Linked DNA regions of Ovis aries: region 1 is linked to region 2. The links are chromatin contacts, called in public Hi-C maps. All regions are on one chromosome and are shown on one strand. The core of a region is the stretch at or near the end of the contact, and the rest is flanking DNA. Distances in the headings are between cores, read along the strand shown. Region 1 overlaps DNAH17 (dynein axonemal heavy chain 17). Region 2 overlaps LGALS3BP (galectin 3 binding protein).

Region 1 (4,202 bases), core at 964-3,463, 310 kb after region 2:
CCAGATCCAGTATTCATATGAGTACCTGGGCAACACGCCGCGGCTGGTCATCACCCCACTCACGGACAGGTGAGGGCCCCAGCCGCCTTCCCGTCTGGCCGTGAACAATGCAGGGGAGGGAATCGCACCCTTTCTCTAGGCTCTTCCCCACACGTCCTTGCACCGTCAGACCCAAATGTCCCCTGCTGAGGCTGACGGATGCGGGCGTTTGGGTTGGGGGACCTGCGTTCAGGTTCAGTTCTGCCTTCTTTCAGGCACCCAGCCTTGGAGCCGAGACCTTGTTCCCTCATTCTGACCCTGGCTGTGTGGCCTTAGGGGTGTTGCTTAGCCTTTCTGAGGGCCTGTAAAATGGGGACGATGTTTTATAAATCCGCAGCAGCTTGTCGAGGGTCAAGTGAATCATATAACACCAAAAAGCACTCAGACCAGGTCCTCAGCGCCTGTGTTGCGGCTGTTGCGTTGGGCGGGCACCAGGTCCTCAGCGCCTGTGTTGCGGCTGTTGCGTTGGGTGGGCACCGTAACGTCCCCCCCAACCCCCCAGTGCCGAGGCTGGTTCGGGCCTCACGTAGCGTCTGCTCCAGCAGGACAGCGTTCGCCCCTTGGTGACATCTCAAGTCCTCCTTGGCCCCTTTGAGCCCTCTTTGGTGCCACCTTGGGGCTCAGGGGCCATCACCGACCCACGGTAAAAGAAAGCGGGCAGCCCTGGGGTTGCCACCCACAGGCTGATTGAACATCCCTTACAGATGCTACATAACCTTGACCCAGTCCCTCCATCTGATCATGGGCGGAGCTCCTGCTGGCCCCGCTGGGACCGGCAAGACCGAGACGACCAAGGACCTGGGCAGAGCCCTGGGCACCATGGTCTACGTCTTCAACTGCTCTGAGCAGATGGACTACAAGGTAGACACCCCACGTCCAGGGGACCCTGGAGTCCCCTCCCCCAGGAGGCCGCAGCCAACAATCCCCAAGTGACCGCTGGGCGGGTGGCACTGCTGGCTGGCCTCTTGGGCATGACCAATGTGTCTGGTAGAGGATCCCAGGGTGGACAAGACCCACCTGCAAACATCCTCCCCCACTGGGGAGGCAACCCTTCCCAACCTACATCCCAAGCTTGTCCCAGCAACTGGGAGCACCAGAGAGAGTGAGAGCCTTCAAGGGGGCAGGGGGTAGGGGGTGGCCCAGAGGCTTTGCGGCACAGCCACAGTTCTTAAAGGGCCCAGGAAAGAAGACCGTGGAGGTCAGGTCAAAGCAGCCTCTGGTGGGAAGGGTTGGGGGCACTGAGGTCATGAGCGTGGCCCCCTGGGGCCTCCCTGCCCCAACCCCATGGGATCCCCAGAGTCCAGGAGACCCCATCTTGAGGCTGAGGGTGGGGACAGCAGTCCCCTGACTGTCAAGGCCATGGCCCACACCAACCTCCTGGGTTTTAGAGAAGTGAAATCTGAAGTTGGATCCTCCTAGAAGGAATCTTGTGTATGAACACTGAAGAATCACCCCGTCTATCCTTCAAGGGCCTGAGTCCGTCTCCTCCACCTTAGAGGGAAGGCCCCTTCCTTGTGTGCTAGTGGAAAATGCCAGGGTGAATTTTACACGTACGGCCTTATCTGAGTCCAGGCAAAGCCCTCAGCTCAGGGAGGATCTGGGCTCTTCCTGGCACCCAGCCCCATGTAGTGTTGACTCCTCCAGGGAGTAGACGACCTGCCTCTAGCCTCCCAGGGGCCCCAAAGCTCCCGAGCCTGACCCCCAGCCTGGGCAGGAGCTGACAGGGCAAGTGGAGGCTCCTGGCAGGACTCTCCACTGCTCACTTCTCCCTGTCACCTTTTCTAGTCCTGCGGAAATATCTACAAGGGCCTGGCCCAGACCGGAGCCTGGGGCTGCTTCGACGAGTTTAATCGGATCTCCGTGGAGGTCTTGTCCGTGATCGCTGTACAGGTAGGGCCCCCGTGCAACCTCGGGGTCACCTTTGGGAACTCGCTGCCCTCCCGCGTCGGGGCTCGTCAGGTTCCCAGTATGGTCAGGTCAGCCTGAGTGCGGCTGTGGCACAGAGGTGGGCGGGACCCCAGCCTTGTCCTTCGGAGGCCCACAGTCTGGTGGGGCGCACAGAAGGGTCAGACACGGCGGCACACTTGTCGCCGAATACGGATGAGGGGACAGTCAGTTTTGCCCAGGGTCCAGGACAGACGGCTTTGTTTCAGTTCGCAGTGGAGCTGGGCATTGAAGTGTGCATAGGAGCTTGTCAATTAGATAAGAGTGCTGGGAGAAAGGAAGTGTGCCCAGGTATTTGGGGAATACCCATGATGGAGTGCAGGACTGCCTAGTTCTGGGCTCTATTTAAACTCTCCATGACTCCATTGTCTAATCCATAGAATGGGTTTGCTGGCAGGATTAGGGGTGAGTGTGGGTAGCTGGCCTCCTTCACTGCTGTTTCCCTCTTGATGTAGACATAGAACTATCCCCAAGCCCTGGGACCAGAGGCCAGCAAGGCAAAGGGAAGATGGGGGCAGTCAGTGCCCCCTGGACTCTCTGGCAGTGCTGACCGCTGCCTTGGGGACCCCCAACCCCCAAAGTCAGTGCACAGACCCCAGGAAAATTATGCGGAGCTCTGAACTGAAGTAGAGGAGCAAGAACTGGAATGGAACATCAGGAGAGGCTCCACGTGGTGGTTTGGGGGGGCGGGGTCCCACCTCCAGGCCCCGCCCTGTTGGGGTGTGAGCCGCACACACCACCGCACACCGGTCTGGCAGGAAAGTCCTGGGCTTTGCTTGGGAGCCCCAGACTCGGAGTGGGTCTTAACCGTGGGTACAGGGCGCCCTCCAGTGGTGGCTTGGAGGTTTGCAGCTGCTCAGCGGGCACCAAGGGTCAAAGGCAGCTAATGGTCCCAGAAATAAGATTTCACCCGATGCTGAGTATCTGATGTGGGGATGGCTACCAATCAGCCCGCCCACGGGTCACGGCCGGAGCAGGAACAGACACACAAAACGGCTAAGGGGCGGAACGTCACATAACGAGGATTAGCCTCGACCTGGAGGAACCCCCAGGGCGTCTCTCTGAGTGACCAAAGCCCGTCTGAGATGGCAAACTGTACCATCCTACTTACTAAGGTTAATGGAAGACAGCCTTACAGAAACGGGAGCAGATGAGCGGTTGCAGGGAGTCGGGGGTTGTGGTGGCAGAGCGGTGGGGGTGGCTGTCAAGGGCGACTACATCTGAGGTCACAGAAATGTCGGTCATCTCCACGTTGCTGTCCTGGTGGTGATGTTGTAACGCGGTCACCACTGGGGGGCGCTGGGGAGGGACCCACGGGATCCCCTCTCTGTTCTTAAAACTGCACGTGAATCTACAATTGTATCGAAGTTTAAAATCCAAAGCTGCAAATCCACAGCCACTCACATGCCTTAGCGCAAAGGAAGCTCCGTCCAGCCCATCGAAGTTAGCTGTTCCCGCATGAACCCATCTATGTACCAACCCTTTAGGTAAAATGTGTCCAAGATGCGATTCGGGCCAAAAAGAAAACGTTTAATTTCCTGGGAGAAATGATAAGTCTCATCCCCACTGTCGGCATCTTCATCACCATGAACCCGGGGTATGCTGGGCGCACGGAGCTGCCGGAGAACTTAAAGGCCTTGTTCAGGTGTGCGGCGGGGGCAAGGCCCAGGAGAGCGGCTGTGGAGGGCTGGGTCAACCCAGAGGGGGCTTGGGGAGGCGGGGATGGGAAACAAGGCCGGGGTGAGAGGGGCTAGCTGGCCAGGACCTCTGTAAGGAGCAGACGGTGTCTTCCCACTCTCTGATTCCCAAGGGGTGGAGAGGAAGGTCCCGTTTTAGGCATCACCTGCCCACGGGTCGGGAAGATCCCCTGGAGAAGGAAATGGCAGCCCACTCCAGTACTCTTGCCTGGGAAATCCTATGGACTTAGGAGTCTGATGGGCTACAGTCCATGGGGTCACAAAGAGTCAGACACGACTGAGAGAGTGAGCATGCACACAGCCGATTGGTACAAGGTGATGGGCAGAGACAGGGCTCAGGTGACTCTCAGAGGAGTTGAGTAAAGGGGGCAGGGCCCGGAGACACCCCTGTGCAGAGCAAGGGAGCACCAGTAAAGATGTGAGGGGAGCCAAGTGGAGGGGAGGGGGTCTGGGAAGCTGCTCTGCACCTAGAATCTCTGCCAGTAAGGCTGTGGTCCTCCTGGAAGGTGAGGTCCTGAGGGG
Region 2 (4,766 bases), core at 943-3,442:
CCATCCTGGGCCCCAGAGGCCCGAGGCCTGGATCCCAGGGACGGTGGTCAGGCCGGCTCCCCGGCTCCACGTGAATCATATGCCTCCCTACGCGAAGGTTCGCAGGTGATGCCCACTCTCCAGGAGGGACAGGAAAGCCCGCAGTTCCTACCACAGTAAAGAATCCCCCTGAGACAGGAAGCAGTTGTCACCGGGCACAGGGAATTGAACCCATGTCCTCTGCGCTGGAAGTGTGGAGTCATAATCTCAGTACCAGCAGGGAAGTCCCGGTCAGGGAACTAGGATCCTGCATGCCATGAGTTACAGCCAAAAGAACCCAGTACTTGAGTGCTGAAAATTGCTAACTACCCTCCGAGCCTTCAGCAAGTCATAATCCTTTTGCAATAGTAACATCGAATATCACTGAGAATTGCCAAACCATGACGCAGAGACGCAAAGTGAGCAAATGTCATCAGAAGAAAAATAGCAAGACACTGTCGCACCCTTCAGTTTCTGAGAAACATGGCAACGCACAGCGAAGCGAGGTGCCTGTGCACCCCACGTCTGCACACTGCAGGCTCACCCCTTGAATCGGCAGCCTTCTGTTTCTGCTGGGAAAGGGGGTGCATCACCTCCAAACCAGGCTGGGAACTTCCAGGAGCTTCTCTAGGCCTCAGTCCCTTGTAGGAGGCTGCCAAGGACCCCAGAGCTCTAAACCACATTGCCGTGGGACACTCTTCAGACCAGACGAGGCAGGAGGTTCAGGTTTTAGACAGTCACATCTGGGTGATTGATTGACTGACTGATTGGGATAGGACCCCAAGTTCTGGAAGTCAGCCCCTCCAGATCCCCCCAAGATGTGCCATCTGAATGTTGGGGGGGCAGGTGAGCTACAACATAGGGGTGTTTGACGGGGTGGGGCTCTGGGCCACGGGGGGCGACGGCACCCTGTGTTCCAGGGCTGTTCTTTCCTCATCTCCCCAGAAGCCTTTCTGAGCTGATAAGGCAGGATCCACAGTTTAAGGGAAGAATCTGACTCCGGGGAGCAAAACTCTGTGTTTTCGGGTCACAGAGGAAGCGAGTGCCGGGGCCCCTCCTAACATGCATCCCCCTCCATAGAAACCAGAGGTGTCTACACCCTCGACCTATCCGGCGAGCTCCCCGCGGCTCTAGAGCAGATCTTTGAGAGCCAGAAGGGCTGTGACCTGTTCATCAGGGTGAAGGTGCGTGAGGAGGACGAGCTGGCCATCTGCGCCCACAAGCTGATCCTGTCCACCAACCCCGAGGCCCATGGCCTGTGGAAGGAGCCGGGCAGTAGGGTCACCATGGAGGTGGATGCTGAGTGTGTGCCCACCGTTAAGGACTTCATCAGGTGAGTGGCCTCGGGGCCGGGCCCAGGGACCGGGCAGCGTCCCTGCCAAAGGAAAACCCCAGGGACGAGGGACGCGACACCAACCGCAGCTGTGCTCACCTGAACACACGCGAGGGCAACCACATACGTGCTCTCTCACTTGTGCGCACACATGCTCACACACCCACACGTGTGCACACTCACTTTCACAGCCACACGTCCTCACCTTTGCACACACATTCTTATGTATTCTTTCCACAGGGACTGTGAGAAATGGGTCAGCCCTCACACGTACACACACACACACACACGCACACCACACCTGTCTCTCGGGTGTCATAAGCACCCAAAAAAACTATCAAAGTCATTCTTCCTCTTTTCACCTCACTGATCTGCTCCTGCAAAAGTTTTTTTTAAAGAAACAGGAATCCAAGTCTGCTGCCGGAAGAAAGTGGGGAGAAAATTCCCAGGTGGCACCGTCCAGGCGGCAGTCTAACCAGCGGGCCATCCACGCTGGGAGCCCATCTCCCAGTTGAGAGTGGCCCCCGAGGCCCCTTCCCCTGCAGACCATCCTGCTGGGGGGTCTCTATGTCACCACATCGGGCGGGCTTTCCAGGGACTGGCGTTCTGGGAGCATCAACTTAAAGAGAGAACCAAGTGTATGAAAAGCTGTTCCCTCTCATGACCCAAAGTTGTAGCTAGCCGAAAGTGACATTTAAGAGGAAACAGCAAATGGCAGTTTAAAAAGATTAAATGGCGTCTTTTCAGCCGAGGATGAGAGCTTGGCCGCTGTCCTGCGCCCCTCCCAGCAGGGCTGAGGTCTGTGATGCGTCTGTGCCTGGTCCCAGCCTCTCGGCAGTCACCGCCCTCGGTCAGAGTCAGCGGTTCTCTGGACTGTCTAGCCATGTGCTCCAGCTTGCTCTCTCTGTCTCTCTCTGCCTTCCTGTCTCCTTCTGCCTCTCACTCCATCTCTATCTTCCTGTTGCCCTGTATCTTTGTGTCTCTCGCTCCCTCCCTCTCTCTCTGTCTCTCTCCCTCCTCTAAGGCAGAGAGGCAGCAATGAGCCCCACCCAGGCCCTAGAGGGTCTCTGGAGACCCTGGTTCACTGCCTACACCACCCCCCACTCCCCTTCCCTCTGCCCGGCAGCCCCCACGTGGTGCAGATGACCATTTTGGTTCTCGAGTTCACATTCAGCAACAGAATCACAGGATGTACTGAGCACATCAGGGCAGAGCGGCAGGTGGGACGAGGACCGGCCCACCCTTGCTGCTGCCACTGGACTCTGTGGGGTCCCGGCTCCTTTCTGGGCACCCGAGGCTCCGTGTTCAAGTGATGGGGAAGCCAGCAAGTCTGAGGCTCCCTGGAAGGCTCGTCATTCGAGAGAAGTGGTGGACAGAGTTTGGTTCTTTCCAAAGCAGGGCCCCATTCACCATCTCCCAGGAGACGGCAGGGGCCATTGCCTGGCGTTTCCCCTCCCAGCAGGCTCCCTCCACACGTGTCTTCATGAGCAAAGTGCCTCCTGGTGGCACACTGAGTTACACGGTGGGTGGCATAGACTGGGTGCCACCCACAGGGCTCACAGCTGGCAGGGATGGCAGACAGGAGGTGACCCATGATGATGCCCATGTCATGGGGGCACCAGACAGGTGCTGGGGCAGAGGGGCACCCATGGGCACCCAGTGGGGAAATCAAGAGTTCTGCCCAGGGGTGTGACAGGGGAGAGGGAAGGGCAGAGCCCCGGATGGCCAGCGGGTCCTGGTGTCGGGGCCCAGCCCATGAAGATGACGGTGATGATGGAGGAGGTGGCGGGACCGTCCCCATCAGTGAGGACGAAGCAACATCCTCAGGGTGTCTGGGGTCCGCCCAGCTGCCTATGCACTTGGCTCTCGGCCCACATAGCTTGGAATGGGGGTTGACTCAGGAGATAAGTCAGGGGGCTCCAAATGCCCCCTGAAATAGCTGGCACCCCGGGGATCAGCAGTCAGCCAGACACCTGCACCGGGGCACACCTGTCGTCCTTCGGGAGAAGGGGTGTAGCCAGGCGTCAGCCCTCGTCTCCCCTCAGGTACCTCTACTCCCGGAGGATCGATGTGTCTCTGTCGTCAGTGAAGTGTTTGCACAAGCTCGCCTCTGCCTACCAGGCCGAGCAGCTGCAGAGCTACTGCGGGCACCTCTTTGCCATCCTCATCCCCCAGGACCCCTCTTTCCGGACACCCCTGGAGCTCTACGCCTACGCCCTGGCCACCCGGGACCCCGTGCTGGAGGAGATCTGCGTGCAGTTCCTGGCCTGGAACTTCGGGGCCCTGACGCAGGCCGAGGCCTGGCTGAGCGTCCCCCCGGGCCTGCTCCAAGACCTGCTCTCCAGGACCGAACTAGTGGTGCCCAGCGAGCTGGTCCTGCTGCGGGCTGTGGACGAGTGGAGCCGGGAGAGGAGCACCTCCCACAAGGAAGTGGAGGGCTTGGTGGAGAAGGTGCGGTTCCCCATGATGCCACCCCGGGACCTCTTCTCGCTGCAGTTTAACCTGTCCCTGTACTGGAGTCACGAGGCGCTCCTCCAGAAGAAGATACTACAGGCCCTGGAGTTCCACACCGTGCCCTTCGAGCTGCTGGCTCAGTACTGGGGCCTGAACCTCACCGAGGACGCCTACCAGCCCCGGCTTTATACCTCGCCCACCTGGAGCGAGTCTGTGATGAGCTCCAGTTACAACCCCTACCGGTCCTTCCAGACGCCCCAGCACCCCAGCTTCCTCTTCCAGGCCAGTTCCGTCTCCTGGTCTTTAGTCTACCTCCCCACCCTCCAGAGCTGCTGGAACTACGGGTTCTCGTGCTCCTCCGATGACCCCCCACTCCTGGCTCTCTCCAAGTCCAGCTACTCCAGTCCCACCATTGGCTATGAAAACCGGGCCCTGCTGCACTGTGAGGGGAGCTTTGTGGCAGACGTCATCGACTTCAAGGGCTGGAAGGCCCTGATCCCCAGTGCCCTGGGTACCAACAGCTCCAGGAGCACTTCCCTCTTCCCCTGCCCGGCAGGGCTCTTCAGCAGGTTCCAAGTCGTCATCCGTCCCTTCTACCTGACCAACTCCACGGGCATGGACTAGACTCGAGGCTGGAGGTCGGGGTGGGCAGGAGCCCAGAGGCTGGGCACCTTCCTCCCCTCCACATCCTCTCTGCAGCCACCTCCAACCACCGGCCACCAGGTGGCCCCCCTGCTTCCCTTGATCTCTCTGAGCTTACGGAAATTACTGGAAGACTTCAGCTACTGCAGACTTCCCTGGTGGCTCAGATGGTAAAGAATCTGCCCACAATGTAGGAGACCTGGGTTCAACCCCTGTGTTGGGAGGATCCCCTGGAGAAGGGAATAGCAACCCACTCCAGTATTCTTGCCTGGAGAATCCCATGGACAGAGGAGCCTGGCAGGCTACAGTCCACGGAGTC

Evidence for each region. A called contact is a pair of places that touch in the nucleus more often than the background predicts.
Region 1: a Hi-C map of tail adipose tissue shows a contact between it and region 2, with 5 times the contacts expected there. The contact joins two enhancer-like sites. A contact is called at or near these places in 5 of 16 Hi-C or Micro-C datasets (hypothalamus, liver, muscle and 2 more).

The regions. Positions count from the first base shown.
Region 1 is chr11:53,072,293-53,076,494 of ARS-UI_Ramb_v3.0, forward strand. It overlaps DNAH17 (dynein axonemal heavy chain 17), which reads left to right. Exons shown (of 62, transcript XM_027974201.2): 16 at 1-69; 17 at 744-900; 18 at 1,825-1,929; 19 at 3,471-3,628. Among named protein-coding and RNA genes, the nearest start is that of DNAH17, 18 kb to the left of the region's middle. Within about 2 kb of position 2,214, at least 2 of the 54 cell types and tissues checked have an H3K27ac peak or open chromatin away from gene starts, as enhancers often do.
Region 2 is chr11:52,761,054-52,765,819 of ARS-UI_Ramb_v3.0, forward strand. It overlaps LGALS3BP (galectin 3 binding protein), which reads left to right. Exons shown (of 5, transcript XM_060395828.1): 4 at 1,099-1,351; 5 at 3,397-4,766. The coding sequence ends at 4,429. Among named protein-coding and RNA genes, the nearest start is that of LGALS3BP, 7.4 kb to the left of the region's middle. Within about 2 kb of position 2,193, at least 11 of the 54 cell types and tissues checked have an H3K27ac peak or open chromatin away from gene starts, as enhancers often do.